2 separate regions of the Triticum aestivum genome follow, and region 1 is linked to region 2. The links are chromatin contacts, called in public Hi-C maps. All regions are on one chromosome and are shown on one strand. The core of a region is the stretch at or near the end of the contact, and the rest is flanking DNA. Distances in the headings are between cores, read along the strand shown.

Evidence for each region. A called contact is a pair of places that touch in the nucleus more often than the background predicts.
Region 1: a contact with region 2 is called in a Hi-C map of leaf, with 6 times the contacts expected there. The contact joins the promoter of LOC123138126 here to the enhancer-like site in region 2. A contact is called at or near these places in 3 of 5 Hi-C or Micro-C datasets (all in leaf).

The regions. Positions count from the first base shown.
Region 1 is chr6B:576,363,270-576,368,122 of IWGSC CS RefSeq v2.1, reverse strand. It overlaps LOC123138126 (homeobox-leucine zipper protein HOX16), which reads left to right and starts at 3,173. Exons shown (of 4, transcript XM_044558032.1): 1 at 3,173-3,782; 2 at 3,910-4,057; 3 at 4,148-4,387; 4 at 4,479-4,853. The coding sequence starts at 3,941.
Region 2 is chr6B:576,294,942-576,299,561 of IWGSC CS RefSeq v2.1, reverse strand. No RefSeq gene overlaps it. Among protein-coding and RNA genes, the nearest start is that of LOC123138126, 68 kb to the left of the region's middle. Within about 2 kb of position 1,606, at least 7 of the 8 cell types and tissues checked have an H3K27ac peak or open chromatin away from gene starts, as enhancers often do. A contact at or near this core is called in leaf, where this site is marked.

The sequences.
Region 1 (4,853 bases), core at 1,924-4,423, 67 kb before region 2:
GCGTTAGGCTTTCTAGTGGTACGTTTGCAACCAAGATATGGTATCACACACTTCATATCGATTTAAGGGTTTTAACGATGATGGCCGCGGCTGGTCCTTAGTGGCACGTCCACGAAGACTTCTGGGGTGACAACAAGTCAACCGACCGGCTCCGGTATGGGAGTGGCGCCAACGGTGCATCCGCGGCTCATTCCGATGGCGACATTGGTCGCTCGGTGGTCAGGATCCTTGATGTAATTCTTATTATGTGTGAGCTGCTTTGTTCTTCCTGTGAACTTTTCCATAATAGATCCGTGACTTTTCTAAAAAAAACACCAGTAGAACAATAAAATGAAAGAATGCGCCAAAAATACAGCAAATTGAGCTCCCACATGGAGTCCCCCTGCGCAAAATTGTTTCCACATGGGATTATATGCTGAAAATCGTTGGAAGCCTAGCTAGAACATGCATGGGATCGGAATGGATCGACGAGGTTCGAGGGAATCTCGTCGCGAGCTGTGGCGCCCTACCACGTGACGTGTCCACGTCCACATGGACCAGCCCCTGCGTTGTCCTACCACACTTGCATGTCTCCCGGTGGGCACACCACACGGTTGGCCACATGGTTGCTCGTAACGTGCTGCGGCGTCTGGGTTCGGAGATCGATCGGGTGCTGCAAGCAAATTGCTGCGGCGCCTGGGTTTGGGCAAAACGGTCATTCGCCGTTCGGACGTCAAGGCCTCTTTACCCGTGGACTCCATCCCGTTGGATAATACGGATCCCGTGGACTCGCTAGCAGCGTTACCCCGACAGGGCGGCATGGACTCGCCACCAATTGGCCACCGGACACCTGGCGCTCCTCTTGGATCTGGTGCGGCTACACTACGGGGGGTGCCGAATAATTTTTAGCAGATGGAGTACTGTTTCCTGCATTCAGTATCTGTACCATTTCGCTCGCTGAATGTGCTGCTCCACTTGGTTTTTTTATCAAGGCTGCTGATTATTGGGATCAATAGTTTTCTTTGCAGCAAGTTGTCATCAAAAGTATAGTTATGGCATAGATGGTTGAAAACTTGTACTAATACTAGTAATTGAACTAGAGTAAGTATGATGGAAACTGATTAGGATGTATGTACCTAAAAAAAAGGGTATGTAGCTCAATCTGAATGTAGATAACAGCTAGACAAATGTCAATTGCAAAGAGAGCTGGTAGGGTTTCTAGCTCTGTTTATGCAGTGGCGGAGCTAGATTTAACCTAGTTCATGTCTTTACAGTTTGGATAAGAGAAGTGGTACACATCTTCAGCCACGTACCTCTAATTTGACCCCTCAAATGCCCACGGACACGCCCAGTCAGTGACCAGACGTGTCCGTTTTGAGCCCCTATTTATTGTCCGCACATCCATATTCCTCATTTTCTTCCCTATATGTGCGGTCACATGCATGTGATTGGTTGAGATGAAGAGGAAGAAAGAAAACAAGGAATAAAGAAAGAGAAAAGGTGGTTCGGATGGGGACGCGTCCTATGTGGCGGACTGACCGAGCGCGGCCGGGCGAGGCCGCGAGCCCTCATATCCTCTCCATATTTGAGATGGATATGAGGGTTCGCGGACAGCCCGGGCATATAGGGATGATATGAGGAGTCCGGTTGGGTCAACTTTTTGCTACTTTTCACTTCTCTCTCTTGTCCGGTAAGTGGTCCCCGCGCCCGCCCGATCAATTCTAGGAGTCCGGTTGTAGATGCTCTAAGGGGGGGAAACACCCTAGAGTGCAGACCAAGGCTCAAATAGCTAATTGTTTTGGAATTGTAGTTGAATGCGTAACGGACTTTGCTATGTGGTTCTTCGACGACAAGGAACATGTGTTTGGTTTCTTAAGGAACTTCTATATTTCCCATCATCAAAGTAAGGGAAAGGCGGTGACCCGGGTTCGAATAAACTATATGTCATGTTAGGATCTAACGAAAAGCTTTAATGAGAAGAGAATCTACATTGACACCACCAAAATTGATTCTACTATATCCATATAGAAGTTAAAGCATGCCAGTCAAATCTTAAAGATATGTAAAAATTTGTTTAAATAACTCAAATGAGAGAGAGAGAGAGGTTTTGTAATTAAGGTACTTATTTGCTAAACATAATTGATAGATAGTCCCAACGATGAAAAAATAGATAGAATGCACAAGGTACAAACCTTAGACTCTAGCGATGGGGTGAATATTGATAATGCTAGACCTATGAACCCGCTACGAACTCCCTACATAAATTTCAAATCTACTCTTCTCGCCCCCCCCCCCTCTGAATTTCAAGGGTGGGCCCCGTCGCTCCTCCCTATCCAATAATACTGATCGACGTTGCTGCTTACGTAAAACACGTAACAAAATTTACGTAGGTCTAGCATTACCCGGGTGAATACGACCTCATGCTGGTATATTCAACATGAATTTGAATTTAACAAATTCAACATATTTATCCCTAATCTTCACCACACGAAAATTTGATTCGTTGCCGTGCTTCTATTGATGAGTGTGGGTGCCCATTTACCTGGCCATGGGCAGCCCGACCCGGGCGGCCCGACCTGACCCAAAAAAGCCCGACCGACCTTGCCCCTGGCCAGGCCTGGGCCCGTCGTATTCGCAATTTAAGGAAGAAGGTCCGGCGGGCTTTTTGCGTGATGGGCCAGGCTTGGGCCTGATTTTTAGACCCGATGGCCGAGCCGAGCTCGGGCCTAGGTTTATTGTGCCGGGCTTTGGTAGGCCGGCCCGGCCCGACAGATGGCCAGGTATAGTGCGCATATACTTGCGTACGCACGAGCGTGTGTCTTTTTATTATCACAAGAATAAACTCAACACATGAGAAAAGAACATGGTTCCAGCCACAAAAGATCTTGATAGCATAGAGAGCCATCTCCAACCTCCATACTATGTAAGGTCATTTCCAGAAGGGAAAAAGAGCACACTGTAAGTTCTAGGTTTGACAAGAAAAGAGGAAACACCTTGTAATTCCTATAACTAGGAGTACATTTTTTACCTTTGAGAGCAAAAGATCACATCAGAATATCAAGATCAGACACCCGGCGTCCAGCTCCCGTTGGTTCCGTCTCGATCCTCCGCCAATTCGTCCCACCCACCGCTGCCACCAAGGGACAAACTCGTCAATCAACACCGCCCTGGCGCCTATAAGAAGGCTCCTCCCCATTTCTTCAAACTTTAGCCGATCAGTGTCCTCCACAAGAAAAAAATATACTATAAGCAATAGAAAATTGGTTGTCCCTCGTTAAGAAAATCAAGAAAAAGATTTCCATTTCTTCTTGAGCTCCCTTCCACCACCAACCTCTCCTCCGGCCGGCCGAATTGTCCCGCTCTGGTTTGCGTCTTCTCCGGCGAGGAAGTAGCTAGGCCTCCCACTCCTCCTGTGAGTGGTCTCCTCCCCGCAGGCCTGAGGAGATCTCTCGGGACCTCGGGACTGGGGCGTGTATGATGGGGATTTCGCTTATGCCGATGAAGACGCCCACGCGGCTTCTGTGGAGCACCAGCTTCTTCCGCCACAAGCTCGCCGCCATGATCGCCTCCTCGTCCTGCTTCTTATAAGAGCCCCTCCGCCGCGCAGCAGCTGTATATATACGTCTTTTTCATTTGATTTCGCCCCCCGTTCGATCGACAACCAACGCAACTTCTTGAAGCTTTCTCTGCGATGGAGCCCGGCCGGCTCATCTTCAACACGTCGGGCTCCGGCAACGGACAGATGCTCTTCATGGACTGTGGCGCGGGCGGTATCGCCGGCGCGGCCGGCATGTTCCATCGAGGTATCATATTCTCATCCCCTACTAGTTTTCTCGATCCCGGTTGTTTGGTTCGTTAGGCAAGTAGGAGTAGCTTTTGTGTGGAGACTGGAGAGTGATTGGTGTACTGATTGGGGTTGCCATGTTTGAGTGATGAAGGGGTGAGACCGGTCCTCGGCGGCATGGAAGAAGGGCGCGGCGTGAAGCGGCCCTTCTTCACCTCGCCGGATGACATGCTCGAGGAGGAGTACTACGACGAGCAGCTCCCGGAGAAGAAGCGGCGCCTCACCCCGGAGCAGGTGACAATTCGTTGCTACAGTAGCGAAGATGATGCTCTGTTCATCCGAATTAATTCTGACGGTGCATGCGCGCCACGCGTACGTGTGTAGGTCCACCTGCTGGAGAGGAGCTTCGAGGAGGAGAACAAGCTGGAGCCGGAGAGGAAGACGGAGCTGGCCCGCAAGCTCGGCCTGCAGCCACGCCAGGTGGCCGTCTGGTTCCAGAACCGCCGCGCCCGGTGGAAGACAAAGACGCTGGAGCGCGACTTCGACCGCCTCAAGGCGTCCTTCGACGCCCTCCGCGCCGACCACGACGCCCTCCTCCAGGACAACCACCGGCTCCGGTCACAGGTAATCAAAGTCAACCACACTTCACCACCGGCCGGGCACCGTGGCTTCCGCTGCTGAGTTTGATTTGGGAGATCCATCTTTGTGGCGTCAGGTGGTAACGTTGACCGAGAAGATGCAAGATAAGGAGGCGCCGGAAGGCAGCTTCGGTGCAGCCGTCGACGCCTCGGAGCCGGAGCAGGCGGCGGCGGAGGCGGAGGCGAAGACTTCCTTGGCCGACGCCGAGGAACAGGCCGCGGCAGCGGAGGCGTTCGAGGTGGTGCAGCAGCAACAGCAGCTGCATGTGAAGGACGAGGAGAGGCTAAGCCCGGGGAGCGGCGGGAGCGCGGTGCTGGACGCGAGGGACGCGCTGCTCGGGAGCGGATGCGGCCTCGCCGGCGTGGTGGACAGCAGCGTGGACTCGTACTGCTTCCCGGGGGGCGCCGGCGGCGACGAGTACCACGAGTGCGTGATGGGCCCCGTGGCGGGC
Region 2 (4,620 bases), core at 357-2,856:
GTTTTTGTGGAGCTGGAGGCAGCTTTGCTTCGACAATTTTTTCGACAACACCTCTAGAGGGGCTGGGGTTTCTGCTACAAACAAATTTGAATGCCCTATCCTCGTCTCTCCTAGTAGTCCAGGCCCATCGTCAGGCTCCACTGCCGTTCTTAACTATCACCTTATCCGTAAAAATACTAATTATTCTGCATCTATGAGAAATCCAGTCGAATAGATCATACTCCCTCCGTCTAGATGAGTAAGTCATCTTACGAAAACCAAATAATCCCAAAATACTTAGGCACGGTGCATTAACTTTTACCTCCTTTCTTGTTTCTTGACATATCAATCAATAAGAGATGAGGGGTGTGCATTATTTTAATGATTTGATACTACCAAACACGACATGCAGTGGTTAGCTCATTGCATGCAATGCTATGAATTAGCAAATAAATATTAAGGTCTCTCGTTTTTCCCTCCTCCTTGGTCACGGTACACAACCTAAGATGATTTACTCACCTAGACGAAGGGAGTAGTTAAATTCGAGCACATTAGTAAACTGCTAATAGGACCGTCATCGTGCGTGGTAGGGCTTGGATCAAGCAGTAGCGACCAATTCTTTCACAGTAATGTAGCTAGGCAATTGTTTCATTCGTCCACGTGTGTTCAACCCACCCAATGGACTTCCACAATTGCTCGGGGGATTAAATAACTCCGTGTGAGAAAATGACTGCCCCGCCTCATACTGTATACTACCATTGACTATATAGTACTTCCTTCATAAAAAAGTAAATAAGATTATTTATATATAACTGAAGTAGTGATCTAAACGCTTTTATATTTATTTACAGAGAGAGTATGTATCACTCTATTTTTTTGTATACTGCATACCATGTATTCATTGCTTGTTGTTCTACTGATACGTAGCCTAGGCACCTTTCATGAGAGAGGAACGCTTTCACAGTCCACGTGGGCCGTGGCAGACCGAGCATTCTGGTTAATATCCTACTTCCATTTCAGAATAGAAGGTATATTGGTTTTCATGCAAGTCAACCATTTGATATTTGACAAAATTATAGAATAAAAAAAACATCTGCAATACCTAATAGATAAAATATGAAGCTACTTTTCATGATGGCCCAAATATATAAATTTCATATTGCGAGTACTACACTACCAGATTGGTATATCTACTCCTACTGTATCGATGGCGACACTCGTGGTTCCTCCGACAAGCTGTATATATTAGCACATGAAAACAACCGCATATGGCAGTACGAGCAATAGAATTCGATTCAGCAAGCATCTCTCTCCATCGCAAAGGAGGAGGGAAGAGGTAACCAATTTGGCCGTTCCGACCGAAGCGCCGCCCATATATCGCCACGCACGTCTCGCGCTTTTGCATGCTCTCCGTGTGGTAACCGGTGCGAGCCCGAGAAAAATAATGGCATGGATGGATGCTGTCAAAAAAGATGACACAGGCTGCACGCGACGCGATCGATCGCAGAGGAACGCGTGCGCACGTGCGTGTAACGGCGTAAGTTGTGTGGCAGCAAGCGGGACACGCGCGGAGCGGAGGAGGGCAGCGTCGTAATTTCGTCGTCGGAGGAGACGCCGGGCCCGGCGGCGGCCGGGTCGCCTGTCAGGCTCTGTCACGGACGTCTTGTCTTACGTGCACCACGTATGCGGGCGCGGGGCCCACCGCCGTCGCGTCGAAGGCGGCACCATGGACCGCCGGATGCGCGCGCGCGCCCACCTGATCTTCTGCGCGTCGCCTTTCCTCCCTCGCTTTCATCTCCCTCTGCCAGTTGCCTGCCTGGTTTCATTTCTTCGCCGCTGGAATGATGCTGGGATCCGGCGAGAGATCAGCATTGAGCACAGTGCTAAAGGCGCTTTGCCGATAAAGCTCGCTCTCGCCACCACAACAAATCGAGTACGAGCATCCCTTCCGCCTCCTAGACCGTTCAGCAGTGCAGGTGGTCGCCCGAGGTTTACGGTTCCAAATTTTACTCGACCACGATCGAGCCGAGCCGGGCCAGGCCGAGTCACCTTGGTCGACGACGATTCTCCCGGCGGTAGAGACATGCCGGCGTAGTGCGTGCACGCGCGATACGGGGCCGGATCCAGATATTCCGTGTGGCCGGCGCGGGAAGCACGACGGGCAGTGGGCCTCCCCAAGGAATGAGTTAATACCACTATTGATACATAAACTTGTAGGGATGGAAACAGTTTCATACAAGAACTAAAAAACCCCACAAAACTAGCCCTCCAACTTGTCTGCTGTAACAAATTTATACAAAACCACCCCGAACTGCACACGTGGCACGCCATGTAGGCTCTGTCGGGTCCGGATCACATTTTTACAAAGAAACCCTCGCGCTTTAGCAATTTCGCAGACAAGTCCATCCCTCGACAGAAAAGCACCTGGTCATCGGCCCTGATGCAAACCCCTTCCAAAACCTTTCCCTTCTGCCCACGTCCCCTGTTCCTCCTCATTTCTGCCCGCTCCTCCTGCGAGGCGACGCCGCCGTCGGCCTCATCGGCGGCGACACAAGGCGCCATGGAGCCGCGGCGTAGGGAACCCGACGAGTTCCCTCCTGAATACGGTAAGGACCTGCTTATTCGCGCTTCCCCTGTTCCTCTGCTTCCCCTGTTCCTGCACTCGGCGCACTAGGGTTGTTCGCGCTTCGTGCTCGTTGCGCCGGTCGCCGTTGAGGGTGGCAGAAACATGCCCATCGACGTCGAGCTCCTGCCGGACGTCGAGCTCCTGCCAGAAGAGGTGAAGGTTGAACAAGAAGAAGAGGTGAAGGAGCCACAGCAAAACAAGAAGAAGGCGCCTCTGAAGAAAGAGGTGAAGAAGGTGTGCCGCTCCATCCGCCTGCAGCAGCTCAAGAACTGAAGAAGATGTAGAAGAGGTGAAGATGCAGAAGAGTAGTTAGGTATGCTGATCTATATGTTGGCATATAAGTTATCTATTTTGAGCAGTCCATGTTGAACTGCTGTATCTATGGCAATCTGGTGTTCAAGTGCTGTTGAACTGCATGTTCTTCCCTGCCCATGTTGATCTGCCCATGTTCTTGTCTGCTTATGTTGTGCCCATGTGCACACATCCTAAAATAGAATGTACTAGGTGCTCACTTTGTGCCAAATATGCCAAGTTGTACTACCTGAAGATCCCTGGGCCCCTTCCAAATGGTTAACTTAACTGAAATTTGCAGTGTTAAGTTAACTGAATTTTGCTTAAGTTAACTGAATTTTGCTTAAGTTAACTGAATTTTCATGTCAAATAAGAGAATCATTGATTTCAGTTAAGTAAACAAGCCACTGATTTCATGTCAAATAAGAGAATTTTGCAACAAAAATTTTCAGTTAAGTAAACAAGCCACCGATTTCATGTCAAATAAGAGAATTTTCAGTTAAGTAAACAGAAGACTGAACATAGCCACTGATTTCATTTCAAGCCACTGATTCCAGTTTGGAATGTTTACAACACTGAACATAGATAATAGGTAGCCACTGATTTCATATAATCTGTACAGAGTCACTGGTTTCACCTCTCACATCATGCCAAATACTAAATTACCTAACTTACTACACAAAACCTCTTATCACTAGTGCTACAACACCATACAACAGTGCAGAGCAGCAGACCAAACAGGCTAACCAAATTTCCCTCCTATCCCTAGTTCTGATCTCCTTCTTGTGCTTCATGATCATGGCCTTCCTTTCTTCCCTCAGCCTCATAATTTCAGCATCCTTGTCAAACACAAATTTCTGAATAGCCACATTCTCTTCAGCAAGTTTGCCAATCACCTGCCTAGGTCTCCCCTGCCATTCTTTGTCTACCCACTTCAGATAAGCACATGTATCATAACCCTGCAAAACACACCAATTTGTTCAGTACAACAATGGTCAGATCAACCTATAACAACTACAGATAAACAACACACTTTTTTAAACAAAAGTTGGGCACTTGACTAACCTCACGAGGACAAACAAGAAATCTACGACCATAGTCATATCCATCAGAGCAAACTCTTCTCGCAGGGTTCAGTAAGTGGCAACAATGGTCACTTTTGTCAGTGCCATTGAAAGCAGCATCAGGAGAGGATAGAGGTATACCCCAGTCAAATTCGGGTAGGTTTTCAATCCCCTACCATGGCCATCAAATCAAATGTTAGCATCAAGAAGCTCGCACTCATCAGGAAAGCCCAAATTCATGGGCATTCGAAGCAAATCGGCGAGGGGAAGGGGGACACGCACCTTGCAGAAATCGACATCCATGTAGCGCACCTCTCTGGTGATTTTCGCCCAAGGCTCGCCGTCCTTCGTCATGTCGGCACCGGCGAGGTCACATCCATTGAGCGGGAGAGGGTGGCTTGAGGACGACGACGCCCCTGCTCCACGGCGTCCTGCCTGCTGCTTCCCGCTCAATGATGTGCACCCCTTCATCTCGATAGGGCGGCGGAGACGGCTGCCGGCGGGGAGGGCGGCCGAGAGGGCGGCGGAGACGGCTGGCGTCGGAGGGGAAGGAGGAGACGGCTGGCGGCGGAGAAGGGCCACGGCAAAGGGGAGGGCGACGGCTAGGGATTTACGAATGGGGAATCGATGCAGAGAGAGAGGGCGAGGGGGCTTTTTGTA